Linked DNA regions of Mus musculus: regions 1, 2 and 4 are each linked to region 3. A link is a contact called in public HiChIP or PLAC-seq and promoter capture Hi-C data. All regions are on one chromosome and are shown on one strand. Each heading gives the region's core, a stretch centred on a gene start, on an enhancer-like site or on the middle of the called end of the contact. The rest is flanking DNA. Distances are from core to core; before and after follow the strand shown. Region 1 holds the start of Tomm20 (translocase of outer mitochondrial membrane 20). Region 2 holds the start of A630001O12Rik (RIKEN cDNA A630001O12 gene). Region 3 holds the start of Itgb1 (integrin beta 1 (fibronectin receptor beta)). Region 4 holds the start of Rbm34 (RNA binding motif protein 34).

Region 1 (3,208 bases), core at 72-2,571, 1.7 Mb before region 3:
AATTCATTAGTCTCCGACCATATATAACTACGAAAAATTAAAAAACTCATTTAGAAATTCGAGAGAATGGAGTAACTGACTGACTGCAGCCCCCAAGAAAGCGAAACAAAAAAGGCCAGATTATTCCAACAAATGTGCTTTCAGACTATATATTGAAAAATAAAGAGTCTCTGTAAATTCATGGGTGGATCACATGTCCATGACTTCCCAAGGCGTGCCAAGATTTCCCTCCGGTAAAACTCTTTGAAGATGTCGCAGGTATGAAATAAGACTGAGCCACGTGAGGAGCGCAGCCCTTTGGACTCCCCCGCACTTTGTCTAGCATTCACTCATATCTTGGAAGCACCAGAGCAAAGCTGCCAAGAGGGTTTAAGAATGCAAGGACGACACCCCACTGTGCTAGTGCTGGGGCAGCACCGTCGACGGGTTTGCTGAATAGAGCACCACCGCCTTCGGGGTAGGCACCCGTCTGAAAAGCTAGCAATGAGAGGCACCAAGAGTTCGAAGCCGACCTACCAACTGCAGCAGTCCCCTGTCGTAAACACACATAAAGAATGATTGTTTTCAACGGTGACTGTTATAGAGAAAGGCTCGTGCCTGTTATCACAGCACTAGGTTGAAGCGGGGGGCTGGGGAGGTGGTGGTGGTGCTGGCTGCCACGAGGTCGAGGCTAGCGCGGGTTACAGCCTGAGCTACACAGGAGGACCCTGTCTTCAACACAAGTTGAGTGGGGGGGAATGGAGCTGGGCGTGGTGAGACCTTGAAACTGGAGGATAACCACCTTAACCTGAGCTAAAGACCTGTCTCCCACCCCCCATCCCCCAGAATTACAGAGCTGGGGAAAGGCAAAAAAGTGCTACCCCTCCCCCGAATCAGCATGCATTCCACCGCCAGCAAGATGGAGCCAGGTCGCCTCCAAGATGGAGGCCCGCGGGCACAGGCGGGACCCTGGCCGCAAGAGCGCGACGCCGGGGAGCACTCGGGGGCGCGCGGGGCCCACTCACGTTCTCGAAGCCTGTTCTTGAAGTTGGGGTCACTCCGCCTTTTGCGGTCGAAGTAGATGCAGTACCCGATGAAGAGGGCACCGCACACGCCCGCGGCGATGGCGCTGTTCCGGCCCACCATCTTCGCTCGACTGGGGCGTACGCCGGGCCGCGGCAGCCCGCCTGGCAGCGGTTAGCTCCGACCGATCGGAGCACGCCGGCCGCTCGCAGCCGCCTGCCTCCAGTCCAGACGGAAAAGGCCGAGCGCGAGGACTTCCGGCGCGCGAGGACCCCGGGGGAAGGTCCGCGGCGGGCTGTCCGCGGCGGTGCCTGCGCGGGAACGCCTGGTGCGCACGCGCAGATGGACCCAGTCTGCGCGGCTGAGACGCCAAGCTGGGGGCGGGGCGTGCACTGCAGAAGGATTTGTGCGTCATCCCGTGACCAGGGGGTCAGGGGCAGCACGTGTTTGTGGCGTGCTGAGTCAGAAGCCTCTAATCCACTGTCCTTGCTAATGAAAGACGAAGGTGGGAGCCGGCTGAGAACAGCATCTCATCTCACTGTGTCCTTCAGGAAGCCTGTGACTTGAAGTGCATGCGTTTGCTTTTTAGGTTTTTGAGACGGGCTCTCCCCTTGTAGCATAGTAGGGTCTGGAACTTGCTGTGTAGTCTGCCCTGGCCTCGAACCTGCAATCCTTTTGCCTCATCCTCTGAGCTGTGGTTTTAAAGGAAGACCTGAGCCGCCTGATCTGGCAGTATTTGCTTTGTAAATTGCGTTGTGACTGAGATTAGACACAATGATTGACTGCAAAATAATTTTATGATGTAGCCCTGGTGCGGAGAAGAAAAATGGGTTAATTCGTTCAAAAAAATTTAACCTGTAAGGAATGCAGAAGGGCAAAAAAAAAAAAAAAAAAAGTCTATGGGTGGCCCTGATTTGTGCCGTCATTAAACTGCAGTCTTGTCGTTCTCTCCCTCCTCCACAACCCCCATCAAGATTCCCAACCAGCTCGTTACTAATGCTCGAACCCACCCACCACACTTGTGGCTGGCTTTTGAAGGAAAGGCAGTCTGGTACAGCAACTGCTCCCTTCACTGAGGAAACATCGAAACCTGGGACAGTGACAAGCTATGCTGCAGTCTCTGAGAATTGGGTACAGTGATAAGAGGTAGCCGATGCAAGCCTTTCCTGCACCTCTCATTGTAAGAATGCTTTTTTTTTTCATTTATGCATATGAGTGCTCTACCTGCATGTACACCTTCGTACCAGAAAAGAGCATTAGATAGCATTACAGATGGTCGTGAGCCACCGTGTGGTCGCTGGGAATTGAACTCAGCACCTCTGGAAGAATAGCCAGTGCTCTTAACTGCTGAGCCATCTCTCTAGCCCCTTTAAGGATTTTTTGAAGCTATGTTAAGGGAGAAAAAAAGTTTACAAGAAAAAAATGTTTCATACTCATGACTAATCAGTACTTAGCCAGCACTTTTATAACAAAGCCAACTTCTATCCACTCTTGACCACTTATATACATAGTCTTGTGGCTATTAAGTATTTTATCAGATAGAACGTACCAAGAAATTACACTAAGCATCTTTAGAAAATTTCCTACAAAATACATTTTTTAATGATTTACACAATCATAGTAGCACACACATTCTAAAGGAGGAATTTCAACAGTTACACAGTACCGAATTCCAAAGTATCTAGGGCCAGTGAGATGGCTGAGTGAGTCCATGCTTTGGAAGGAGAAAACTCCAGAGTTTTCTTCTGGCCTCCACATTCACATCATACACATATTAAATAAAGTTACATCTATGCATGTATATAACCTGCTCACTCACAGGAGCTGTAAGTTGTACATAGATTATATATGCACGCACAATCTAATGTTACATCTTTATATAGTTTATGCAAAAATGCTCCAGAGTGATCAGGTAAAATTGCTGAAATTTAACTGAAAAGGTTCTAAATACTGTAAGGAAAACCAACCATAAATTATCCAGTCTTGGATACAGGAAATAGAGCTTTCTCTGCTGTAAAAGCTACACACTTTTATTTATTTTTTAATATTTATTTAATGTGAGTACACGGTAGCTGACTTCAGACACACAGCAGAAGAGTGCATCGGACAGATGGTTGTGAGCCACCATGTGGTTGCTGGGAATTGAACTCAGGACCTCTAGAAGAACAGTCAGTGCTCTTAACCACTGAGCCATCTCTCCAGCCCC
Region 2 (3,280 bases), core at 619-3,118, 1.8 Mb before region 3:
CCATGTTTGCAACCCGACCTGCTCAGCCTCTTCTCACAAAGCAGCAGATGGATTTCGTGAGGTCTCCCTGCAACAAGCTTTTACCTCGATCTCCTTCTAAGACCCAGTGAGGCCACACCATGAGGTCAGAGCTCTCACCCTCACAAAAGGAAAGTAGGAAGACAAATTCTCAGTCAAGGGCAATCGAGACAAAAGGAGCGGCAGCAAGGAGAGAAATGACAGCTAGAGAAGGAGTCAATCAATGACAAGCTGGATGGGTCAGTCCTGAAAGGCTCAGAGCTGCCTCCAGGGCAGAGAGCTCAGCAAACAGCACACAGAAGCTGGGTATAGCAGTGCACACTTGTGATCTCAGCACTGAGCTGAAGGTCAGCCAGCCTTGGCTACTTAGTGTGTTTGAGGCCAGCCTGAGCTATGTGAGCTCTTGTTCACATACCCCAATAAAGACACACACACACACACACACACACCATGGCTTCCCTGCTGCTCAAAGCCACAGAGCAGAACCGAAATCTCCCACAAGCCTCATGGCAGGTACCCATGTAGGCCGAGCTGCCAGCCACAGGCCACACGCAGCTGCTGTGGTTGACAGCACAGCTCCATCCCTGGCATGTTGTCACCTCCTGAAACAAGAGTGAAAGTCACCGCATCCTCAGCTCCATCCTTGAAGCAGCCTCTGAACCACGCCCCCAAACTGTGGCCCCTCGTGCAGAAGGCCCATGAGGGAACAGAAAGTCTGATGCCTGTCAGTCACTCCAGCACCCAGGTGCAGCTCTTCAAGCTACAGATAACCGTGTGACATCACCCAGCTGTTATTATCAGCACTGTGAGTGTTTACTTCATCTTCAAAGAGAGTTCCAGACTGGTATCTAGTGACTAAGTGGAGGTCAGAGATCCTCTGACATCAGTCATGCCCAGAAGGGACAAGCCCAGTTGCCAGCTCTCGGTGACCATGTGCAAACTTTGAGCTCCTTCCTGCCCAGTGCCTCTCCCAGGCTCCATACATGCCCTGGCCATGAGGCTGTCCCTGATGGCTGCCAGTCACATAGACACGTGGGTGTCACCTTCTATTGTTTTCCAGAGCATTCTCTCTGGAGTCCAAACATTGCCACATTGCCACTGTTGACACCACCTCTTAGAGAGCCTGCCCTTTATGACCCAACACAAGACACAAAAGGCATCAGACTGGTATTTCCTTTACCCCATAGGGATTTTTTATGGGGTTTTTATTTGGTTTCGTTTTTGGTGTGCTTCTGAGAATTGTCCTTTTGTTCTTCCGTTTGGTTGCAAAGAGCACTCTCCAAGGAATTCTGCTCAAAAAAAAAAAAAAAAAAAAAAAATCACACAGCTTTTTACCTGAAGCTTGTATCTCCAGAAGGAGACCTTCACCCACCACCACATCCTCCCAGGAAATAACAGCTTAAAGGACAGATGAACCCGCCATGGGGCCCTACTCCTCGCTGCTAGGCTCTGGGTAAGGTGAGCAGGGGCAGAAAGGCTGCATCTTCATGCTGGGACTCAGGAAGAGCCTCATTGTCTGTCTTAGGCAAGGACCTGCTCATCACACAGCCCAGATGTGAGCAGTTATTAGATCAACACTCCCCATACCACCACCATGGAGGAACCACTGACATTTACCTGGCCCTAGCAAAGGCCACCAAGGCCATGTCTGGGACTTTGAACTTTCAGTCACTCCCTAGTGAGGCCGTGCGTAGTATCGAAAGCCACCATCTTTTACGTTGTCTACCGAGGTAGAGGAAGTTTCTCAAAGACAAGCGATTGGAATCAGAGTTCAGAGGAAGCTGGCGTGAGAGCAAGGGGAGCCCCTGGCCTGCCTATCGCTGTACCAGAAGCTCCAACTGCCTCAACTCACAGCATTCTTACTTGCAGCTACATAGCCCCACCAACATTGCTAGGCTGAGCAGGACCAACCGACCATCTGCCTGGTCATGCAATGTGCAAGAAAAAATAAGAAGAATGTGCTGGAAGGTCAGAGCGCTAACCATCTAAGGCGATGATGGGTAGGCGCCAAGGCCCAGGGACATAGAAGTGTTCTGTAAAGGAGTCCCAAGTCTCCATTGGGTGAGTAATCTCATCTCTGAGCACAAGGAATGCTCTTAGAACAGGTTGTACCTGACCCGCCACAGTCAGCTCTGCACTGTCCGTGGAAATTCCTGGTATGACCATCCTAACCATGTGTTCGTCTTCCTAGTACTGCATCACCAACCTAAGGATTGACTGAAGCCCAGGGAGATGACCTCACTACCCATCACCAGAAGAGACTCTCAAACCCAGCTGCCCCTTCAGAGCTGACTCCTGGCATAAGGATGCCCTGATCTGGGCACAGCCCCAGAAACCTATCCCTGGACTCTGTCCGTTGACCACAGGAAGAGCTCCAGTTGAGTCAAAGGGGAGTCTGGCTAGTGGTAGGGCTGCAGGATCCAGCTTAATCCCCTTACTCATCTAAAAGGTCACTGAAGGGGCAGCGGCCTTAAGGGGCAGATCATCAGTGTTGACTACAAGTTCAAAGAATCCACAGAAAGCCACACAGTGCCCCCTGGCTCCAACCTCAGAAATGGAGCCGACCCTGACTCAGAGAGGAAACAAAGGCTGACTCACTCACCCTCCACTTCCTCCTTTTGCCCAGCTCAGCCAAGACCAGCACTGGCTTCCAGCGACAGACAGGTGACCACTACTTGCAAACCTGCAAGGGGGAGCACAGGCTCACTCTGCCAAGGACCACCAGACCTCGATTTACTACTGCCCTCACCCTCTGTATCTTCCACACAGTGCATGGCTGGTAATGGCGCTGTCCTGTCTTGTCCTGCCTTGACCTTGGCTGTGTTATTCTTCACTTCCCTGTTCAGCGCACAGCCACACTTTCCAAACATCATGAATCATCAGTACAGAGCAACGGCCACTTAGTAAAGCAGGAAACCACTGCACGCCAGGCCTGGACAGAGCAGTTCCCTGCTCTGGCCTCTCCTGTCCCCTGATCACTGTGACACAAAGCCACAGTGGAGGTCCCAGGGACTATTGCACCACTGGGTATTCAACCCCTACACCATCAGCCCTTATACTGGGCAGGATCTTCCTAGCTGAGCCTTCCCTGCCTGAGCTGGCTAAAGTGAAGCTGGTATCTTCCAGTCTCAGAGGGAGGGAAAGAGGTCAGGTCATTCAAAACCCTGGCTGTTAGAAAGACTGTATCCGGTAGACAGCAGAGCCATCAAACAGACATGGGGCTTCCTCTTGCAGCCTTGCAGTTATGAACAAAGGTTGCCTC
Region 3 (3,545 bases), core at 430-2,929:
CATTACGGATGGTTGTGAACCACCATGTGGTTGCTGGGATTTGAACTTAGGACCTTCAGAAGAGCAGTCAGTGCTCTTAACTGCTGAGCCCTCTCTCCAGCCCCCTACTTGATTGTTTCCTATACTTCACTCTTTTTCACGGAAAGAATTCTATTTCTACCCTTGGGTTGTTACTAAATAGCTGCAATAGCTATTGCTGGGGAGAATAACCAACAGCACAGTAAATGCTACAGTGGAGAAAGGCTTACATTTTGAAAAAGCAAGAGGCAGCTTATATTTTCTGCCAAGGTAGAACTTCAATCCTCCAGGCACAGGGTAAATGGCTGTGGGTGTAATTGGACCTCATGCTTCTGCCACTACAACTTTCTTGTTGAGATGGACTGTACCGTGTAACTGTGAGCTAAAATAAATTCTTTCATTAAGTTGCTTTGTCAGTTATTGTGCCCCAGTAGTGAGACAAGTAATTAGAACAATGTTCATGCATTTTACATAGCTAAGTAACTGCCCATCTCTTAACATTTTTATGAATTCAAGTATAGCTACATTTCTGAGCAATTATGGAACTTATTAATTTCTATTTTCTTCAAAGTTTATGACTTGTACATGTAAATTGGTATTCCTCTGACAGCTTAGGTTGAGTCCTGGGAGAGCAGCACAAACACTATTTTGTGTGTGTGTGTGTGTGTGTGTGTGTGTGTGTGTCGATCTTGTGGTAGATTGTTCCCTCCTCAAGTCACACGAATGAAAGCTCACACAGTTCAGGCCAAGCATTGATAAAGTATGTTTATAAAGCTGTTTCTTGTGCAGAGACTGGGCTAATGGTTTAACTCAAAGTGGTAAGATCAATACCTTTAAAGGCAACGAACGTCACTGAGCTTTACCGCTGGGCTGCCGATGCAGACGTAGCCTTTTAAGTTCAGTCATTTACTAATTAGAAAAACGATGCTCATTTATTAAAATTTTAGTTAAACAATACATTTGATTTGCTCATGGGCAACATATAACTTTTCCATAGTGATTAATCTTTTTTTTTTTTTTTGGCATCCCAGTTTTACTCTTCCAGAACAGAAACACTATTTCTTGGGTTCATAAACCCGGCAATGAAAGCTGTCTTTACGGCTGGGTGCCCTGCTCCTCCTGGCAGCCCACACTCTTCGGGTAAGCTGATGGCACCTGCTGTCCCACAGCTTTCAGTATGACGAGGCAAGTCCAAGTTTCAAGCTTCTCATTTAGATTTTGAGACTGGCTACTTTTCAATTCTTTTTCCAGAAAAGAGAAAGCAAGTGCGCAAACATAACATTTTTCCTTTTTGTGCTTGGCCACCCAGATAGAAAATTGAGCAAATGCGGCGCCAAGGAGCGCAGGGTGGCACAGCAAGGGTGGAGCGGGAGTCTGCAATCTTAGGGTGACGGGGCGGGTCCGAGGGCTGCCTGCAGAACACCCGATCCTTCTTGTCCCCTCAGCCCACAGAGAGGTCTGGCTCGGGATCCCAGGGACCGGACACAGACTGCGGCTGGGCTTTCCAGCCGGGCGGCCGGCGCCCTCGGTGGTTCAGCGCGGTACCCCAGGCAGAAAGGGCCGAACGACCGAGCTCCTTTGTCTGCACCCTGCCCCACCTTCCTTCTTCCTGCCGCCTCCCCCTCCTTTTCAGGCGCGGCTGACGCGGCGCGGAGGAATGCGTTTCCGGAGGGAGAGAAAAGCCGGGCAGCCCGGGAGAAAGAGCTTCGCGGCGGGGGCGGGGCGGGGCGGCTTCCTGAGGGACAGGCGGGCCGAGTCTCCGCCCACTCGCTGAAGAGCCGCCAGACCCGCGGAGCGGCCGAGGCCCGCCGACGCCACCCGAGACCAACCGAGAAGCCGAGGCCCGCCGACGCCGGCCCGAGACCCTCCGAAAGGCCGAGGTCCGCCGACACCGACCCGAGACCCTCCGAGAGGCGGAACGCGGCGGAGCCCGGGCCGCCCGCGTGTCGGGCGGACGCTGCGAAAAGGTAAGGCCGCGGGCGTGTGGACGTGCGGGCGTGGGCTCCGGGCAACTCGGGCTAACCAGGCGTGTCTCTGCGGCCTGGGCCGGGTGGAGTCCGGTTTTAGGGACCGCGGCGCTCGGCCTCGTTCGGCTGCAGCTCCCCGCCCCGCCCGGCCTTGTCCTAAGGGAGGGTCGCGAGCCCAGTCTGTCACACCGGGGCGTGGCGGGGTTCAAGGGTGGGTACGACAGGGATCTGGGTGCCGCTGACCTTAGAGGGGTTCGGTCCGTCGGTGCCCAGCGGGCGCCTTTCCCCAGCGCGGCGCGGGACCCTGGGAACCAGGCCGCAGCGCCCGTGGTCCGCGAGGCGGTGCCCACCCGGGGCCTCGTGGAGTGTGGCTGCCTACCCTTTCTCGTGCCTCCTAGTGACAGGCTGGGTTAATGACCGCGCTGATCCCGAATGCCACAGTGAATTTGAACTTTTAATTTGAAACCTAGTAATAACTAGTAATAAATTATCCTATTTCCGTTTCCTCATCTTTAAAAGAGAAAAGGAGTTCCTACACTAATTATAGTAATTCTTGTGACACGAGGGTCAGACCCAGCTCCCAGCATGTAAACTCCCAGCATGTACTGACCTCACTGCAGAACCCTGATCCTGATCCATGGTGGTATTGGGACTGCCTATCTCATTTTACAAAGGAAGAAACTGAGGTGCAGGAGTTTTAAGTAATTTGGAGAGTTCATGGGCTCACCTCCAGAGCCTATATTTGAACTTTAAGTAACCTAACTAATGTAAAATAAAGAAGGCATTTTGTGTGTGTGTGTGTATGTATATGTATGGCAAGAGGAATCCAGGGCAATGCCTCAAAAAAAAAAAAAAAAAAAAAAAAAAAGAAAAGAAAAAAAAAGAAAAGAAAAAAAAGAAAAGGACACAGTAGGTAGTGAAATGTAAAACCACAACTTAGACAACAATGCTTCATATACATTAATTACTTTTCATTGCTTTTGCTATGTTAAAAAAAATCTACAAACTTCTCAGAATGTTTTGGTAGTATTAGGAAAGTCTCCTGGATATGCCATTCCACTTGGGTATGAAGAGGATAGTATGACTTAAGGTTTTTATTTTTTAATGGTGGTTGTTGCTTGCATAGGACAGAAATAAATGTTAGATGAATTCTGATTAGATTTCTTTTTTAAATCGCACACAGCCATTACAGTAGGTCATATCCTAGATAACCTGTAGAATGGACTAAGAAATTTTAGTTTAGAGTTACCTCTTGCATACTGATGGACATCAAGGCCCGAAGGGAAGGACTGACATCAGAATCTTAATATATGATATGATATCCAAGTTTATGAGGAATTTTGATTCATTCAACCATGGTTAATGATCAGAAATGATAGAATGACAAATAGAAAACGGATGAAACACTGGCATGTTGTATATAGGCACTTGGGGAGAGTAGAAGATACTAGAACTCTAGTTTTTATGTGAGTAGAAAGCAGTTTCTAGCTTATCTGTTGAATTTACAGGCCTGCAGTTGAAGAATCTGTTGTTGAGGATATGAAGTTCAGTATTAAGATG
Region 4 (3,461 bases), core at 529-3,028, 1.7 Mb before region 3:
GTGGCTCAGCAGGCAAAGGCACCTGTCCTGCAGCCAGACAGCGAATGGACTCCTAGGAGCTGGTCCTTCCACAGGCCACCTTGACAGGAATGCACTGACACACATGCAGACAACAAACGTAATAACTACTGAAGGTTTTACTGAAAGAGGAGAGTGTAAAAATGGGAAAAGAAAATAGGCTTGAAGCAGCGAGAAGGAATTGAGAGCCAAGGGTTTGTGGAAGCTGAAGTACAGCTTAGGTTGCAGAGTGAGTTTAAGGTCCACCTGGGATGCAAGAAGTCTCCAAGAAAGAATGAGGAACACTCAATAGAAAAGTAGTGTATCTGTTTGGATACTAACTCAAATATTATGTAAAAGGAATTTTAAGTTAGTAAGGGAAATTTGGTTCCTATGAAAACCAAATTCACATTTGACAGACACACTAACTCAGAAATCCCAACTCAGAAAACAGAGAAGGGGTTAAAGTCCTAACAAGGCTGGCTCAGAATCAAGAAGCAGTGATGGACACAAAGACCTAAAAAGCTGATCTACCAGTATCTGTTCGCTTAGGATAAATGGCTTTCTTGTATCTTTTAACCCTGTATGAGACTTTGTATAATGTATTTTTTAAATTTCAGAATATGCAGTGAAAAAAATTAAGATGAACATTAAAAAAAAAAAAAAAAAAACTGCCTGAGGTATTTAATATAGCAAAAAGGAGATTTCTACCAACCTGTTTGCCAGTCTTTTGTCTGCATCAGAGAGTTTCTTCACTTTCACTTTTCTCGAAGGCTCTTGCAAAACTGGCTTTTTAGTTTGGGACACACTCTCTTCTTCATCATCATCATCATCATCAAGTTTTCTTTTTTTAGATGTTTCCTTTCAAAAGTTTGAAGTCATATTTAAAACCTCAAACTTTAAAAAAAAAAAAAATCCTGACCCTAAAGCTGTGTGTTGTGGCTTATATCTGTAATTCCAGTATTCAGGAATAGAGGCAGGAGGAACTGTGCCAGGCCAGCCAGAGCTACATAGCAAAGTCCCTCCGTCTCCAAGTCCCTGAGCAGTACTCCGATGTGCCTTTCTACATGGATACTTCTTCACGGGTTACGGAGAGAAGCAGAATATTCTTGCAGCACCAGCCATTCAGTGGAAAGGTGAGGCAGGAATATAGAATCTGGGTTACCGTGTATTCTAAGCGTGCGCAACTAGTGTGATCCTGTCTCAAAATAAAAAAGTCAAGTCGGACATGGTGGGAGCGACTCTGTAATCTCAGAACTCAAGGCTGGAGAAGGATCAGGAGTTTAGTTCATCCTCGGATACATAACTGAAATTTGAGGCTTACACGGTCTACAGGTGACCCTGCCAATCAAATAGGCTGAGGGTGAAGCGCTAGCCCTGCTCAAAGGACCAGACAGTCACTGCTGTCAGGAGAGTGACCCTCTACATCTCTCTCTACCGGGATACTCAGGGTGCAGCCCGGCGACTCACCTGGGGCACAGGCACAAATACAGGAGGAGCCGATGGCTCCGCGGTGCTGAAGAGAGCGGCCAGCCGCCCCGTCCCGCCTCCAGGAGGCCGCGGGCCGCCCCGCAAGCTGTCGGCGACCTGTCCCACCAGGTAGTCGCTGGCCGCACAGCTCACGCCGTCTCCAGAGCTCTGTCTGCAAACACAAGAGCACTCTTCAGCCACGCCGCGCCACTCACCGCCAACCCATCCACACCAACGCCCGCCGCCACTCACCTCCGCTCCGAGCCCTTCCTTCTCTTGCGTTCCTCCCCTCCCAGAGCCATGCTGAAAACTGAGCTTCCGGGATGGAAGTCCTAGGTCCGCGCTTCTGGGATCCGACTAGTCATGCGTTCCCTCTGGTTCCGGGTTCCGGCAGCCTCCGGGTTCCGACTACTTCCGTTCTAAGGCTGAGCTCTTCCGCTCAGGACCACACCCCCTCTCCCCATTCAGCCCGTGGCTGCGCAGGAGCCGCGCTATGCTTAATACTAATGGTTTTGCAGTCCGCAGGCGTCTCAGGGAAACCTAGGCTGAGGGAGTGCAGCAAGTCTCACGAGTAGCTGAGGCCTCGTGTTAGTACGAGGGTCAGCTAAAACCTGACATAGTGGCTTAGGTCTTTAATCCCAGAATTTGGGGCTCGAAGTAGCCGGATTACCTCGATTTCCAGGACCGGCTAAAACCACATGGCTCCAGCATAGCTACCTCGTCTCAAATAAAACAAGCCCCCCCGCCCCCCAGGCTTAGGGAAGGCTGTCGGCCACAGCTCATTAAGGAAGGAGGTTTCCAAGAGAAATGGGGCTACAGGGATGTGTCTTAGCAGTCGGGGAAGGGTACACCTTTCCCGAAGTTTGACGTTTCAAAGTCGGCAGAAAACAAGTATTTGGGATCACAGTTTAACTGGTCACATCCTTGTACTATTCCGTCTTCAAAGCCGCCCTGTCATTTATTTTTATATTTATTTATTATTATACATAAGTACATTGTAGCTGTCTTCAGACACACCAGAAGAGGGTGTCAGATCTCATTATGGATGGATGTGAGCCACCATGTGGTTCCTGGGATTTGAACTCAAGACCTTCTGAGGAAGAGCAGTCAGTGCTCTTATCCACTGAGCCATCTCACCAGCCCCCTCCCCACCTCCCGTCATTCTTTAAGTAAATTCATACTTAGATTTTTTTTTAATAGTGGCTTATATTTGTAATCCCTGTTCTCTAGGGCCTAGGTAGAGCTTGGCCATGATTTTGAGGCTATTCTGGGATATGCGGTCGTAGCCTCTTTTGCCTGCAGGAAGTCCAGCATGTTGGGATCTCCCCAGTTACCAAGATAGAGAGACACCCAAGTGAGCTTGCAGGCCAGATTTAAAGCACATTAGGGAATGCTGGGGTAGGTGACCTCTATGTTAATATGTTGGGTCTATCTCTAGGGATACTGACATTCCATTACTGGGATGTGGGGGCTGGAAACTTGCTGGGGAGGTCTGGGAACTGTTACTGAGGAACTCTGGAAACTGCTGCTGACCCATTGTGCTTGCTTCAGGCCAGGTGGCTGGGACATTCCATTACCTGGGCATGAAAGCTGGAGCCTGGGCTTTTTCCTGTTAGTAATTGACTTGTCTGGACTTGCCCAGTTTTTAGGCCTGGTCTCCTAAACTCCTATTTGAAGTCTGTCACGGAGTCAGCCTAGGCTTCTCATTCCTCCCTTTCAGTAATGGGCCAACTCTAACCCTTGAGAGGTTTCCGAGGCCCCTGCACTAGCAGCTCCAGCCAGCCCTATGTTAAGGAAGAGAACCTAGTAACACAGCAGAAATGGCCACATTTAACTTGATTGATTGGAGGTGCTAGCTGGTTGAAGACATAAAAATCCTCAGTCGTATTTACAACCAGGCCATAAATGCATGGAGTGAGTCTCCAGGTATAAGCCCTCCAATCATTCTCTGGGGGCAGCCTGTATCCTGCATCAGTAGGGGTTACAGTATGGTT

What was found. Promoter capture Hi-C pulls out the DNA fragments that hold promoters and counts their contacts. HiChIP or PLAC-seq counts read pairs in DNA pulled down with a chosen protein or histone mark.
Region 1: a promoter capture Hi-C map of hematopoietic stem and progenitor cells shows a contact between it and region 3, with 4 times the contacts expected there. The contact joins the promoter of Tomm20 here to the promoter of Itgb1 in region 3. A contact is called at or near these places in 4 of 39 promoter capture datasets (the HPC-7 cell line, HPC-7-derived erythroid cells, embryonic stem cells and 2 more), 4 of 115 datasets of contacts at active chromatin or transcription factors (astrocytes, embryonic stem cells, large pre-B cells and 1 more) and 1 of 9 other capture datasets (adipose tissue).
Region 2: a contact with region 3 is called in a FOXA1 HiChIP or PLAC-seq map of pancreatic cancer cells. The contact joins the promoter of A630001O12Rik here to the promoter of Itgb1 in region 3. A contact is called at or near these places in 2 of 484 Hi-C or Micro-C datasets (B cells and the G1E-ER4 cell line) and 2 of 115 datasets of contacts at active chromatin or transcription factors (extraembryonic endoderm stem cells and pancreatic cancer cells).
Region 4: a contact with region 3 is called in a promoter capture Hi-C map of embryonic stem cells, with 5 times the contacts expected there. The contact joins the promoter of Rbm34 here to the promoter of Itgb1 in region 3. A contact is called at or near these places in 6 of 39 promoter capture datasets (the 3T3-L1 cell line, cranial neural crest, embryonic stem cells and 2 more), 1 of 484 Hi-C or Micro-C datasets (B cells), 5 of 115 datasets of contacts at active chromatin or transcription factors (T-cell acute lymphoblastic leukemia, astrocytes, cardiomyocytes and 2 more) and 1 of 9 other capture datasets (embryonic stem cells).

The regions. Positions count from the first base shown.
Region 1 is chr8:126,944,600-126,947,807 of GRCm38.p6, forward strand. It overlaps Tomm20 (translocase of outer mitochondrial membrane 20), which reads right to left and starts at 1,322. Exons shown (of 5, transcript NM_024214.2): 1 at 1,005-1,322. The coding sequence starts at 1,125. LOC115486982 (a long non-coding RNA gene) reads right to left here and starts at 998. Exons shown (of 2, transcript XR_003947623.1): 1 at 1-998. It overlaps LOC115487043 (a small nucleolar RNA gene), which reads right to left and starts at 381; the gene lies at 248-381. Rbm34 (RNA binding motif protein 34) reads right to left here. Exons shown (of 11, transcript NM_172762.3): 11 at 2,573-3,208.
Region 2 is chr8:126,847,152-126,850,431 of GRCm38.p6, forward strand. It overlaps A630001O12Rik (RIKEN cDNA A630001O12 gene), which reads left to right and starts at 1,869. Exons shown (of 2, transcript NR_151740.1): 1 at 1,869-2,079; 2 at 2,210-3,280. All of the region lies in intron 1 of Gm31718 (a long non-coding RNA gene), which reads right to left.
Region 3 is chr8:128,683,975-128,687,519 of GRCm38.p6, forward strand. Itgb1 (integrin beta 1 (fibronectin receptor beta)) reads left to right here and starts at 1,680. Exons shown (of 16, transcript NM_010578.2): 1 at 1,680-1,985.
Region 4 is chr8:126,969,271-126,972,731 of GRCm38.p6, forward strand. Rbm34 (RNA binding motif protein 34) reads right to left here and starts at 1,779. Exons shown (of 11, transcript NM_172762.3): 1 at 1,720-1,779; 2 at 1,468-1,639; 3 at 713-858. The coding sequence starts at 1,769.